Regions from separate parts of the Mus musculus genome. Here region 1 is linked to region 2. The links are chromatin contacts, called in public Hi-C maps. All regions are on one chromosome and are shown on one strand. The core of a region is the stretch at or near the end of the contact, and the rest is flanking DNA. Distances in the headings are between cores, read along the strand shown. Region 1 overlaps A830009L08Rik (RIKEN cDNA A830009L08 gene). Region 2 overlaps Atg10 (autophagy related 10).

The links. Hi-C and Micro-C count contacts between places; a contact is called where the count stands out from the background.
Region 1: a Hi-C map of the G1E-ER4 cell line shows a contact between it and region 2, with 3 times the contacts expected there. The contact joins two enhancer-like sites. A contact is called at or near these places in 11 of 484 Hi-C or Micro-C datasets (the G1E-ER4 cell line, Th1 cells, brain and 6 more), 6 of 115 datasets of contacts at active chromatin or transcription factors (DN3 thymocytes, astrocytes, embryonic midbrain and 3 more) and 1 of 9 other capture datasets (embryonic tail).

What each region holds. Positions count from the first base shown.
Region 1 is chr13:91,368,899-91,372,893 of GRCm38.p6, forward strand. A830009L08Rik (RIKEN cDNA A830009L08 gene) reads right to left here. Exons shown (of 3, transcript NR_045161.1): 3 at 92-2,526. Among named protein-coding and RNA genes, the nearest start is that of A830009L08Rik, 17 kb to the right of the region's middle. Within about 2 kb of position 1,678, at least 410 of the 459 cell types and tissues checked have an H3K27ac peak or open chromatin away from gene starts, as enhancers often do. A contact at or near this core is called in the G1E-ER4 cell line, Th1 cells, cerebellum and 2 more, where this site is marked.
Region 2 is chr13:91,179,062-91,183,251 of GRCm38.p6, forward strand. All of the region lies in intron 2 of Atg10 (autophagy related 10), which reads right to left. Among named protein-coding and RNA genes, the nearest start is that of Atg10, 43 kb to the right of the region's middle. Within about 2 kb of position 1,505, at least 23 of the 459 cell types and tissues checked have an H3K27ac peak or open chromatin away from gene starts, as enhancers often do. A contact at or near this core is called in the G1E-ER4 cell line, Th1 cells, cerebellum and 2 more, where this site is marked.

The sequences.
Region 1 (3,995 bases), core at 428-2,927, 190 kb after region 2:
CGTCGCTGAATAAAGAAATTGTTTCCTTGTGATCACTCTTGAAGGAGAAACAGGAAACTATGGAAATTATTCTAGTGAAACTAGGAAATCGAAGACAGAAACGCCAACTAGTTTTATTTGTAAATAAACCCAACTGTATGAACCATGCATACCTTATTCTGCTAAAGCCCTTCAGCCTTTATAAATCAGGCTTTTTACACTATGACAGATTAACAACCAGGAGGAAATATTCCTGCATATGGAATCATAGATGGAGTCCTCCACCTCGCCTCGATTCACAGCTTTCATTGTGGTACATGTCGAGTCACATTTGTAGACTATGAAGAAATAAATAAATAAGATTAAAATATAACCTTAAGAAAAGAAGTCTGGATAATTGAAAATTTTTTGAAGCAGGGCCAAAGGAGAAAAATTCACTCTAGAGGGCAACTGTATATTCAGCAAAACACATTTTCCCTTGTGCTTTGGGTGTGGCTTCTATGTGTGGGACTACATATGTGTGAGGGCATCCTGCCTTATGATTGGAGTTAAATCTATGTATTTGCCAAAAGCACATTCCAGGCCTGAGAAATGCCTCTGCTACCCAGAGTCCTTAGGTTGGCATTCTGTCCTCCGTGGTCGTTACTTGGTTTGGTCCATGTCTGAGGTAAACTGAGCCCTGGAGGCTAGTACAACTTCCTTGTTTAGGTTAGTTTGAAAAACAAGAAAAGTGTCTTCTTGTTATTGAAGATCCACGCCTACAGGCTAATTTTTCTAAACACATAGTCAGCAGACCAGCAAGAAGAAAAACTTAGCTCCTGGCTCTCTAAGTGGATTCAACTTCCTCCCCGTTCCAGCAAGGGTAGAGTTGGATAATTTCTCTTCGGAGATGTTTATTTCCACTCAAATTTATTTTTGAGGATAGGGAAGAATACTGCTGTCTCTTCTGTGGATACGACTCCAATTCAAGGAGCCAGGCTTTGGTCTGCCCACTGTTGAGACACTGGACCCTTGTGGTTACCCGTGTATAACCTTGGAAATGGGGGGGTATCACCCCCATTATCTAAGGTCCTGGATTTGAATGCAGTAGCTCTAGCCCCCAGAAATTAAATCCAAAGTCAGGATCAGCAACTCCTTTCATCAGCCCCTTGCTGGAAAAACTGTGGTGCCCAAGCTTCAAGAAGGCCCATTCCCTCTCAGTTCTTTCAGGCCCACCCAAACTGAGCAGGATGGAATGTCTAAACGTATGTATGAAAGGGAAAGGGTTCATCCCAGCTGCCTTGTCCACTCCTCACCCTAGCTTTGGGGGTAGCACCAAGCATCTAAGTGGGGAGCAACTGTAAACCACAAACACCCAAACCAGGTGCCTGGCAACTTAAACTATAGAGGAGAGCTGAAAGGGCACGGAGTCTGAAGTTTAGAGAGTTCATCTTGGTATCTGAACAGACCCACTAAGGACAGAAATGGTTATATCCCAGGATTCCCCTTGTGTGGCAGTGTGAAGTCTCAAAATTCATTTTATGACCTCAACGCCCTTTATTCCGAAAAAGGTTTAAACGTCCTGTAAGAGTTTTAAATGCACAGTGGGCATAGGCGGTGGGGAGGCACTCTTCTACTTTGCCTAGCCACTGCTTTCAAATAACCTTTGTGGCGGGGCTAGGATGCAAAGCCACCTTCGCCCAACTGGTGCAACCTCAAAAACAAGCGGAAGCCAACAGGCTGCAGGACCAATCTGCCGCTCGGCCCCAGTTCTCTCTGCAAGCCCTCCAGCCTCCAGCCCCAAGTGCCCCGCAGCCCCTTTCTCACTGCCCACTCGAGCAGGTCCCTGCCCCCCGCCCCAACCCAGCCTCTAGAAACCCACAGTCGCTCTCAGAGCCCACCAGCAAATTCCCAAAAGCCCCCAGCCTTTCCAGGAAAGAGAGAGGGGGGAAAAAAAAAGACCATGACATCACGGGCAGGTTTATTTGGGTTTGTTTGTTTGCTTGTTGGCTCGATTAAATACTCGTGGAAGGTGAACGTACCCCACACAGGAGAAGTTTGATGTTGACAAACTTCTGGTGGCAGCGAGACTGTGTCAGCACAACTTCCGGGATAATGAGAGCTGCTTTGCAGGGAGCGCGGCAGCGGCGGCGGGAGGCTGCCACAGGACGGAACAGCAAATGCTATTCAGCCCGAGCAGTTTCAAGCCGCCCGAGCTGGGGAATTACTGTAGTCGAGCTTCGGCTCTTACCACCGGCGCTGGATCTGGGCGCGCGTTAGGGGGGGAAGCTGCAGGCACAGGGCGCCGAGAGGGGAGCTTTCAAGTTACTTTGCTCCTTGCCTGCACCCGGCAGAGGCTTGCAGGCTGCGTGGTAACTGCAAACATCTTGTTCCCTGCTTCTTTGGGCGGCTGCCCTGGAACCAACCAACTTTTCTCTCCCCCAAAACTCCCTCTTTGTTTCAAATAGGACTCTCCAAAATTTATTCTTGGGAAGACTGACAGCCGGGGTCAAGAAACAGCTGTTGAAGTTAATGTTTCTTCCTCCCACTTCGTCTGATGGTTGTGCCCTGCCAAGACAAAGTGAGAGGCACTGCCTGGTGGCTTCTTTAAACAGACATGCATTTAGCCACCCCCCAAAAAAATGTTTTAAAATGAGGCGGGGAGGGGCACGGGGGCAGTATATTTTCCTGCCTCACATACAATCTGATCAGAAATGCAACAGCATGTGTCTTTCAACTTGTGTTGATTACTTGCTGAAAAGATGCAGCAGATTTTAGTTTTGAGCACTTTGGGCATCAGGGGTGGGGATGAAGGTAGGGGTGATTGGCACTTTACATTTTAGTAAAGGGGATTTTTTTTCCCTTCGGGCCAGACCCACTTGACCCTCTAAGAGACAGAATGGCCTGGGAGAGGGAGAAAAGAGTTTTACTCTTTGGCAAGATGAAGTCACAATGGAAAATTCAAATTGTTGTGCACAACCAGAGCTGGCATAGAACTTGAGCAACCATTTTTATTTGGAGATGACCATAGCCTAGCTTAGGGTGCTACTGTGTCCTAATATCTTTCAGTTCTTCTTTCAGACCAGGGGCTCCTCTTCCTTTCCCTAACACAAGTTGGTCGTCACCCAGAAGGTATTCTAGAGCAGGGGGCTCTCTTCAGGGTGAAGGTGGACTAGGTAACCTTGCATCTCTTGACATTCAGAGAGCTGAAGGGTTGTGAAAGGACTGCTCAGGACTGCTCAGGACTGCCCTCCTGAGAGTTGCCATGCCCTGGCTGAGCAGTGATGTAGATGGGTGAAGGGGAACGCCATTCTTCCCACACCGGAGAACTAACCACTGTGCCACCTGGCTTGTTCTCAGTAGGGCTCGTTGGGTCAGATCCCACGAAGACTTAAAAGGCTCCCTCTACATCACCAGGTTATTCCATCACCACATGGCAATGCAGCTCCGCCACAAACTGCTATTGCATCAGCCCCAGGGATATTTTAGGAAGCTCTCAAGCTGGGTCCAGCAATGCAGGCATCAGGACCGCACTGCCAAAACCAGAGCTGCTGGACAGGTGGCCGCAGTGCCTTCTCTATTCTCTGTCAACCCTGTGCTCTCTCTTCAAAGCAGGCCGGTCTGCTTGGGGGCTTCCTTCCCCTCTCTCTGCCTGGATTCAGACCCAGGAGGAGATAACCTATCAGCCACTACCTTTGTTTTTCCTCCAGCCCCTTTGCTGTGTTCCAGCCCTTTTTCTGATGTTCTCGCCATTTCTGCCTATCAGGGGCACCCAGAGATCTTTAGTAGTATTTGTTCCATACTATCTGAAAATGAACTGGCTATACTCTGAGTCACAGCACCATACACATAGCCTCTAGCTTGGATGCTTGTACATCACAGGCTGCTTTGACTTACATGAACTTTTCTCTCCCCACCCCACCCCCGCCCCACCCCCAACCGTTTCCCTCCCAGCTTGTCTAGTACCAGGGTAGTGGCCAAGAGTCAGTAGACCCTTAGTAAGCACCCTGTTTTCCTGGTCTCTGCTAAGGCAATCC
Region 2 (4,190 bases), core at 255-2,754:
CCTACTTTGTTTAATTCCCAGTATGTTCTGGCTCACTCACTTTTGTGGTCACAAGAATGGAAATACCCTACAGTTGCCCCCCTTTGTTTGGCTATGTGGTATTTGTAAGCCATGTGTGTTCTCCTGAATTTACTAACACACACTGTTTTTCCTAACTAACCTTGATAACTTCCTTCCATATAGTAAATTCTTCTCATCAACACTGCACCCTCAATCCACTGCTTTGCATACCTGCAACAGACTCCATTCTCTATACATTTCACAGCTTTGGTGATTTGCAGACCCAATACTCAGGATTACCCACTTCTGAAAGCATTCTAAACTGCTTGGCCAAGGAGTAAACTCACTCCTGTAAGACAGCCTGCTCAGAGAGCATTCTTCAAAAGGAGATCTGACGTGACCTGTTGAGCCCCCACTGCCACAAACGGTCTTATCAAATCCTTATATTATAACAACAAGGGTTTGTCAACTGAGCAGATCAAGGATTAACAAAAACAAGTCATAACAGGCAAAATTTTTACTTAGCACCAGTAAAAATAAAATCCTAAATTTAGGCAAAAGAATCCAATTAAACAGACACTGGAGCTACTAGACATGCAAGCGCAATGCTAAGCCACAGGGGCTCCGTGTCACCAGGAAGAAGCACGTGTGCCAAACTGCCACACTCGGAAGCTCTGGGACTCCATCTGCAGCTGTTATACTGACTGGACAAGATGAGGACAGGGGGACAAAAACAGTAACACGAAAACACCTGATGCAAGCAAAACTGTAACATGAATTAGCAACTAGTGATCACCGCAATGTCCTTCTTCCTCAGTTAGGATTCTTTACAATAGAGGAGAAGACAGAGCCCTGCTGCCAACTAACAGAAAGGTTAGGGAGCAGGAGGTAAAGGCCAGTGGGAGCTGAGCTCTGGCTTGGGACGCAGCTGACTTGGCAGGGTAGACCTGTGAGGATGCCTTTGCCTGGGAGACACGTTTGATGATGGAACTACTCTGCACTATCTGAGAGGCAGGCAGACATCACAGGGAACCACCTAATCCAACTAGGAAACCAAACTTCCCAATGTTATTTAACCTAAATCTGTATTTCAATTACCACATGTGAGCAGTAGCTGCCACATTCTGGAGTGCAGCTACAAGGATAACAGGCAACTACTGAGTACATGTGACGATGCTGAAAGATTAGAGCATGCTCTCCAGCTTTCCTACAAACAAGCAATTCAGGGGGACCCGGAGATGTCTGTGCCTCGGCCTTTGAGAAGGGCCATGGAGGGCAGCATCCACGGTAAGCCCTGCTGTCCACACAAGCCCCAGAGCACAGGGATCCTCCGTCTTAAGACTGGAGGTGAAAGTTCAGGAGATGGGTGGCCGGTGTCAGTACGGTGTCATCTGAGATACAAATCAGCAGAGGGTTCAATTCTCAAATACTAAAGTGAAACTACCTGGCTCCATACCCTAGTCTCACCACTAAACATGTGAGTCAGTTTCCTTATCTGTAAAAGCGAGAGTAGTGATAATGGCTATATTGCCTACCAGTGTCAAGGCGAAGCATGTCCACCTCTGCAAAGGAGTATGGAGCCCGAAATAAAGTAATAATCAATGAATGGTGCGTTCCCACAGGGCAGGTTTCACACGGTACTTTATCTGATCAGTCCACACCAGTAAGTTAGAAATACCTAGAACAACCCATTTCTCTTCCAGGCATTTAGGTCATCTACATTTTCCAGAGGCCATCTGAAAAGTAACAAACCAGTCAGGCTGGGTCATCACCCTCCTGCCCCACCCCCACCCCACCCCCACGCCACCCCTCCTTGCTCGATCCCGATCCGCTACACCACTAACACACAAGCCAGAGCAGGGTTCATCCCTAGCAATGCCTGCCCCACTTGTAACTTCACTTCCTTAAGCCAGAACTGTTCCCACTCCTGGTTGTTTTTATATTGTTTTAATCAACATTTTAGTAAGGAAGCACATGAAGTAATGGGCTTCATTCTACGTGTTTAATGCCAGCCCTAACTCTCCACATCATTGCCTGAAGTCTCTTAGCTGACACTCTGGGACCTGTTGGAGCTGGCATTCTTGTCTTAGCCTTCTAGATTGTCACAATAATCAATTCACTGCTTGACCCTTTTCACATGCATAAAAATTCACATTTGAAAAGTACAGCAGGGTGTATCGGAGAGAATTTGGAAATACTGTGAGAAATCTTATCTTTTCTTGGTACAGTCTGATGAGTGCAGTTGCCCTCCATCTCTTCTCCAGCCCCAGGCAAATGCTCCAAAGAGAGGAGCATTTATTTATCACTCTCTGAATGATGGAAAAGCCTTTCTCAGCAATAACCAGAATTTGGGTAATCCTAAAGTCTACTTCCAAGTGTCATATCCAGTGAAACAAATGAGTCTTCTTTACTTTCTCTAGCCAACATAAAAAAGACACTTTTATGCCAATGTTATGAATTATGGACAGGAAGGCCAGGTGTGGTGGCGAGTGCCTGCAATCCTGGCATGTTAGGAAGGAAAGGCAGGGGACTCTTAGGTGGATAGCCAGTCTGAGCTCAGTTAGCTTCAGGTGTAGAACTTAGGATCCGCTGCTTTTCCAAATGACCACAGTTCCCAGCAGCCGTATTTGTGTGGATCACAGCTAACTGTAACTCCACCTGACAGCATCCAGAACACTCTTTTGGCCTCCACAGCACCTTCACACATGTGGCATGTATATGCCAAACACACACACACAAACACACACACACACTTACTTTAATAAAAATTCAAAACTAAGCCTTTTTAAGAAGTAAACACTGGCTGGGTGATGGTGGCGCACGCCTTTAATCCCAGCACTTGGGAGGCAGAAGCAGGCGAATTTCTGAGTTCGAGGCCACCCTGGTCTACAGAGTGAATTCCAGGACAGCCAGGGCTACACAGAGAAACCCTGTCTCAAAAAAAAAAAAAAAAAAAGAAGTGAACACAACTAAAATCTTGCATTTCAATTAACACTGCAACTTTTCCTCATCTAGAGATGATGCTCTAGTGTCTTGATTGTTATTTTCACAGAGGAAGCTGAGGCAGTAGGATTATGAGCCTAAGGCCAGCCTGGTTTAGTGAAACAGTGTCTCAAAAAAAAAAAAGTTTTTCTTCATTATTAAAATTGTGGCATGTACAAAACTCTATAAAAATTTTTTCTTTTCATTTCCAAGTACGAATGCTGTTCATTAATGTGTATGCATGAATTTTACATATGTGTAGATGTACATATATATGTATATATACATGTGTGTATGGCATGTGGAGGTCTGAGCTTGATGTCAGAAATATCCCTTTATCCATCACTCTTCCACTGTATCCACTGAGCCAAGATCTCATGACCAAACCCAGAGCTCATTAGCCAACCTGCTCTGGGGGTCCCATCTCAGCCTTTGGAGGCCGCAGCAGCTCTTTCTCTTCCATCTCTCCTTCACTCACTTGTTCATCTTAGTGGTACCCAGGGATTCTGGATATCTGGAGTGCTATGCCCCACCCATGCTGTGTGGCACCAGGCCAGATCATTTTAGGCATGGTCTGCTCACCTAGGCAGCTGGACTTGGGGTTGTCTCAGGCTTGCTCTGCCCACACAGGCCATGTGAGGTCAGGCGAGGTCATCACAGATATGGTTTGCCCATCCCAAAGATACACTTCTATTAGCACATTATCAGCAGCTCCCCTTAATTATTTGTATACGCCAAAAAGGAAATAATGCTCATTTTTGATTCCTCTAGCTCATAAAGTTTTGAGAAAGCTCCCTAAATGTAACATGGCACAGAACGGCTACATCCAGCCCTGTTCCTTTACACACAGATGCTTGTGAAGGCAGCTCTGGATGTTCCTGGACTCTCCACTGGGACACACAAGATCTGGAAGTCACAGACAGACCACTGCAGCAGCTTCTCTGTCAATTAAACATGTATGGCTGGTTCTTCCTCAGTGTCCTTGGCACTCCTGACACAAAGCTTTCTACCCTCCTGCCATTCCAGTTAGCCCATCAGAGCAGAACTTTGCGCAGGTGTCCCTAACTCCTTCCATGTTCCAAAGCGGTGAGCTACCACCTTCAGTATTTCATACTCTGTGGGGTTTTTATGCTTCTTTATAGAGCATTGATATTCTTCACAGCATTCCCTTAAGGAATCCTAACTTATGATATAAATTAGAAGTTTCT